Regions from separate parts of the Mus musculus genome. Here region 1 is linked to region 2. Evidence: chromatin contacts called from public promoter capture Hi-C data. All regions are on one chromosome and are shown on one strand. Each heading gives the region's core, a stretch centred on a gene start, on an enhancer-like site or on the middle of the called end of the contact. The rest is flanking DNA. Distances are from core to core; before and after follow the strand shown. Region 1 overlaps Fchsd2 (FCH and double SH3 domains 2). Region 2 overlaps Arhgef17 (Rho guanine nucleotide exchange factor (GEF) 17).

The links. Promoter capture Hi-C pulls out the DNA fragments that hold promoters and counts their contacts.
Region 1: a promoter capture Hi-C map of the C10 cell line shows a contact between it and region 2, with 2.3 times the contacts expected there. The contact joins two enhancer-like sites. A contact is called at or near these places in 4 of 39 promoter capture datasets (the 3T3-L1 cell line, the C10 cell line, HPC-7-derived erythroid cells and 1 more), 1 of 115 datasets of contacts at active chromatin or transcription factors (embryonic stem cells) and 1 of 9 other capture datasets (liver).

Annotation. Positions count from the first base shown.
Region 1 is chr7:101,141,659-101,144,523 of GRCm38.p6, reverse strand. The region is part of intron 3 of Fchsd2 (FCH and double SH3 domains 2); the gene reads right to left. Among named protein-coding and RNA genes, the nearest start is that of Fchsd2, 34 kb to the right of the region's middle. Within about 2 kb of position 1,418, at least 35 of the 459 cell types and tissues checked have an H3K27ac peak or open chromatin away from gene starts, as enhancers often do.
Region 2 is chr7:100,927,158-100,929,951 of GRCm38.p6, reverse strand. Arhgef17 (Rho guanine nucleotide exchange factor (GEF) 17) reads left to right here. Exons shown (of 21, transcript NM_001081116.1): 1 at 1-1,383. Among named protein-coding and RNA genes, the nearest start is that of Arhgef17, 3.6 kb to the left of the region's middle. Within about 2 kb of position 1,356, at least 50 of the 459 cell types and tissues checked have an H3K27ac peak or open chromatin away from gene starts, as enhancers often do.

The DNA of each region.
Region 1 (2,865 bases), core at 169-2,668, 210 kb before region 2:
TATGAGAGGAAACATTTCATTCTCCAAAAAAAAAAAAAAAAAAAAAAAAAAAAAAAAAAAAGTTTTTCCTCTTCTTTCTGTTTTCAGTAGTTCTAAATGTTAGTTCCTTTTTCCATGGGATTAAAAGGTACCTAAGTATATGACTATGAATGGAAAAAGCAGGGGACAGAGTATTGACAGTTTTTCTGTTCTCATCTGTGTGTGAATTTTTAATACAAATTCGAGATGTAAATGCAACATACTAATGCAAGTCAAAATGTTTCAGTGAAGGCATTTTAACAGCTCAAATTTATGACAATTATAAATGAACCTACTAGATTTTTCTGGTGGAAAAAAAGGAGCAAGAAGTTGAAAGCATAAACATTATAATAAACATTGAAACATAGTGGCACACACTGTAAGTCCTAACAGTCAGGGGTTAAGGCAGGAGAAACATGAGTTCCAGGTCAGCCTGGGATACATACTGAGAGCCTGTATTTTAAACAAATAGGAAGAGAGGGAGGGAGGAGGGAACCGGGAGTTCTATCTACAAGAGTTTAAAAACCACAGCTCTGGCCTAAACTCTTCCCTCTTTCTACTCCTATGCTATGCCAGCCTAACCCCTAAACTCATTAACAGGAACAGGTTCTGGAGAAAAAAGGAATAGAAGTCGAATAAGCAATTATTTTTTACTCATTTCTTTTAAAAATGTGCTACAGAACAGCCATAGGAAGATGAAAGTCTAGCAAATCTATTTGCCCAGAAAGACCAAATTTACTCACATCTACAATTTCCTCTTATAACACAGCTTTACAACTTTAAAAATTAAACTATATAAAATTAGTTAGACTATCTTACTTAAACAAAAGTTAGCCTGTTCCTTCCAATTGTATTTCTAACACCTATGTATGACAAAAAACCAAAATACAATAAAGTCATTTTAAAAGCAACATAAATATAAAAGTAACTCCATCAATTTTGTTCTGATGGGCTTTCTGCCATAGTAGTTACCTTGTCTCCTTACTCAGAGAATGAGATGGAAGAAAAAAAGGCTTCAAGTATATAGTTTCCCTAATAGCACAGAAAAACTAACTGCTTAAAGCTGAACTGACTACACTTTAAGCCTCTATTACAGAAGGAATTTGCCAAAGAGAATTCCTAATATATATACATATACACACACACATACACACACATACACCACACATATACATATATATACACATACATACACACATGTAATCCTAATTCTCAGGTACCATGTTCAACTGTTCGTAAATTTATTTCTTAAAAGAAGGAAAATAGTTTAAAAAGAAAAGCTTTAGGTGTCAGAGGGTGCTATTACAGGGTAACTGCCAGCATGAGTATGTTTATTCTGTTTGTCCTTCAGTAAGGAGCCGCCCTTAAAAGTCCACAGTCTTTTCCTGTTCTTTCTCTCCAACCACAATAACCTTTTGTATCCTTCCTTCACTAGCAACAGTCTGCCAAAGACTGCAGGAAGTACATTAATACACAGAAGTTGCCTGTAGCAATTTCAGCTTGAGTACTGCAAATGAATTTACAAACACTTTAGTGACTAGCTATCTTTAAGCCAGATTTGGTTTTACCCTAAGATTTAGTGCAACTTGACCATCTTTTAGGGCTACTTTATTTGCAGAGATCCATTTGTTATGTTAAGTATAAACACACACACACACACACACACACACACACACACACACACGAGTCATCTGTTATTTCTGGAGAATTACAAAGTGAACTTCATAAACCATGCTTAAAAATAAAACGTTAATACTCCTGTAGGAAATTGAATCTGCCATACAACCCATAGGTTCACCACTCGAATTCTATTAAGTGTAAATTAAGTGAGAGTCAGCAACATTTCTCTTTCTTTTTTTTTAATTCCTAACACTCTTCTAAAGATGTATTACAAGTATTGGATGTGCTTGAAGGCACATCTTTCAAATTGATGTCAAATAATCCATCTCAAGTTTAAATGAATTTACACACACATACACACAGACATACTGGAAAGCTACTCATATACTATTCTATAGTACATGCTCTCCTGAAACTCATCACACACCTCCAAAGAACTGAAACTACATGCATACCTGTCTGCTTCTTCTCTTAATAAGCAATTTGCATTTTATTTAAAATTTCAAGGCAAAAATAAAATAAGTTTCACAAAAGTTAATATAAGTTAGTTAAATAGCAATGAAGCCCAAAGACCCCACCTATTCTCCGAGGTAGAACTTGGCTTTTTAAAATATTATACTGTTAGCCAGGCGGTGATGGTGCACGACTTTAATCCCAGCACTTGGGAGGCAGAGGCAGGCAAAATTTCTGAGTTTGAGGCCAGCCTGGTCTACAGAGTGAGTTCCAGGACAGCCAGGGCTACACAGAGAAACCCTGTCTCGAAAAACAAAAACAAAACAAAAAAAAAAAAATTATAGTGTTAAAGTGAGTCTTCTATATGTCCTCTGAATCTCATAAGTGCTCAATCTTTTTGGCAATCAATCTTTTGTATAGAGAACACCAGTATTACTATTAAAAATCTGTAAGTGGGGCTGGTGAGATGGCTTAGTGGGTAAGAGCACCCGACTGCTCTTCCAAAGGTCCAGAGTTCAAATCCCAGCAACCACATGGTGGCTCTCAACCATCCATAACGAGATCTGATTCCCTCTTCTGGAGTGTCTGAAGACAGCTACAGTGTACTTACATATATATAAATAAATAAATATTTAAAAAAAAATCTGTAAGTGACAATAAAGAATGGACATCTGACCAAAATGCCATGTTAGTGGTTTTGAATAGAAAGAATTTAGGATAGCTGACTGGAAGACTACATATATCCACAGAGAGAAGTACAAGAACTACACCCAC
Region 2 (2,794 bases), core at 107-2,606:
ATGGGTGCACAGCAGGACGATGGAAATGATGTCTGCCCTACAAGTCCTGACTGGGCAGGGGATATGACCCAAGGGCATCGGTCTCAGGAGGAGCTCTCTGGCCCTGAGTCCAACCTGACGGATGAGGGCATTGGAGCAGACCCTGAACCTCTTGGTGCTGCCTTTTGCAGCTTAGATCCTGCAGGAGTGTGGCGACCCCTTTCCTCTACTTCAGCGCAGACAAACCACCACCTTGGGGCCGGGACAGAAGACAGCCTGGGTGGGAGGGCCCTTGTGTCTCCTGAGACCCCTCCAACTCCAGGTGCCCTCCGCAGGAGACGAAAAGTGCCACCTTCAGGCCCTAATGGAACTGAACTAAGTAATGGGGAGGCTAGTGAGGCCTACAGGTCCCTGAGTGACCCTATTCCACAGCGTCATCGGGCTGCCACCTCTGAGGAGCCCTCAGGGTTCTCTGTGGACAGCAATCTTCTGGGCTCGCTGAACTCTAAGACAGGGCTTCCAGTGACCCCAGCTATGGATGAGGGCCTGACCAGCGGCCACAGTGACTGGTCTGTGGTTAGCGAAGAGAACAAGGACTATCAGGAAGTCATTCAGAGTATCGTTCAGGGGCCTGGTGCCTTGGGGCGTATGGGAGAAGACAGGATTGCTGGCAAGACCCCCAAGAAGAAATCTCTGAGTGACCCTAGTCGCCGTGGGGAGTTGACTGGGCCTGGATTTGAGGGCCCAGGAGGGGAGCCCATTCGAGAAGTGGAGCCCATGCTGCCTCCGTCCAGCAGTGAACCTATCCTTGCAGAGCAGTGGACAGAGCCGGAAGACCCTGCTCCTGCCAGGGGCAGGGCACAGTCAGAGAGGTCCCTACCTGCCCCACCTGCCTCCTCCACTGCCCACCATGACTTCCATCTTGACCCCAAGCTGACCAGTGTTCTCTCCCCTCGGCTCACCCGTCGAGGCTCCAAGAAGCGCCCAGCCCGGAGCAGTCACCAGGAGCTTCGGAGAGAGGAGGGCAACCAGGACCAGACTGGTAGCTTGACACAAACTCGGTCTTCCTCCAAACATGTTCGCCACGCCAGTGTGCCTGCCACCTTTACACCTATTGTGGTACCCGAGCCTGCGATGTCTGTGGGACCCCCCGTGGCTGCGCCAGAGCCTGTGGGCTTTCCTGTTAGAGGCCATCCCGCCTTGCAGGCACCATCACTTGAGGATGTGACTAAACGGTACATGCTGACCCTTCACTCTGGTGACGTTCCTGCCCCAGGTCCTGTGGACCTACCCTGCTTGCCTCCTTCTGCACCGCCCTCCACTGAGACCAAGCCCTCTGGGGCTGCCAGGGCAACTCCAGATGAGCCAGCCCCAGCGAGCAAGTGCTGTAGCAAGCCACAAGTGGTAAGTCCTTTGGAAGGAGACTGAGGGAGGGTGCATGAGAGCCATGGGCACCAACCTGACAGGAACTGAGTACTCATTAGGCAGGCTTCCAGAATCTGTCCTGGAATAGAGTTAATGGCACCTGGCTCCTGTTACCTCAGGACCTGAAGAGGCTTCCGGATGCTGCCAGTGTGGAAGGGTCTGTCTGTCTGCCCCAAGGTGTTCTGGTGGTGGTTGCAAAGGCCCTTGGAATGTTTCTCAGAGTCCTGTTTCTTAGATTCCCATGGTTCTTTGCTAGAAATGCACTAGAAGTGTGGATGCAGGTGATAACACTGAGTCAAGGCTCTGGCCTCAATGCCCGACTCTTGGCTGGTCTCATTTCAGGCCAGTTCACACGCTCTTGCCTTGAAATCTGTTCCAAAACCTGGGAGACTTAGGGACCAGCCTCACTTTAGGGATCAGCAGAGGGCTTCAGGGGTCCGACTCCAAGCTTGTTCTAGTTTCTGACCTTGGCCTTTCTTGTGGCTTAACCTCCTCATTTATAAAACTGGGTCTGAGGGATGTGGATGTTGCAGATCCACCCAGGTGGAATCCTGCAGAACTGGGAGAGTCCGTGTTTTGAGTTTGGCTAGTCCCCAGGACCAGTGCCAACACACTAGTCTTCAGCTGGAGGAGCTTCGAGGTAAAGTCGCTAGGGAAGTGTGGTGACAGACCGGCTTCTGCTGAGCCTTGGTGGCAAAGGCCCCTCAGAGGGATTGAAAACAGTTCTGATCCCTGTAGATAGGGCTGCCTCTGTGACTCAGGGTGGATAGTCTGCCCCCTCATCCTGCCTGCCTGCATCTGTTCACCTTCCCACCTTCTTCCTGTTCATCCCGGGCCTCGAAGGCTCATTCCCACCCTCCACAAAGCTCTCCCATCTCTTATCTTGCATCAGCTATGCCTGGGTTTTGGCTGTGGATTCAGACTGGCCCTAGGCAGCATCTGCCCTGGCATGGGAGAGTTGCAGCTAGCTTTGCAGCTCTGGGCTGGAAGCTGAGCTCAGGGATGGCCTGGGGTTATGTCAACTGTGGCCTGCCTCAGCTCCCACTGTGTTGCTGACTTCAGAAGCTGGGAAACCCTACACCCTGGACTAATTTGGTCACTTGGCCTTTCAGAGCTCTTCAGGGCCCTCTAACTCCCTGTCTCTGATTCTCTCCCCTCCTTTCTATTTCCCCATCCCAGGTCCTAGCTCTGCCCTTCCTTATGAAAGGGGCTAAGGATGGACAGTCAGGGAGTTGGCAGACGGGACTTTTGGACCTGGCTTTCCTTCTGAGACCTACATTAGCCGAGTCTGAGCACCGGGGCCAGCTCTGTGAGTGGAGGATGGGAGAAGGGAGTCCCAGCTTCCTTTTCCATGTAATGGGGTCCTGTGGGAGTATAGTGGGAGCTGAGG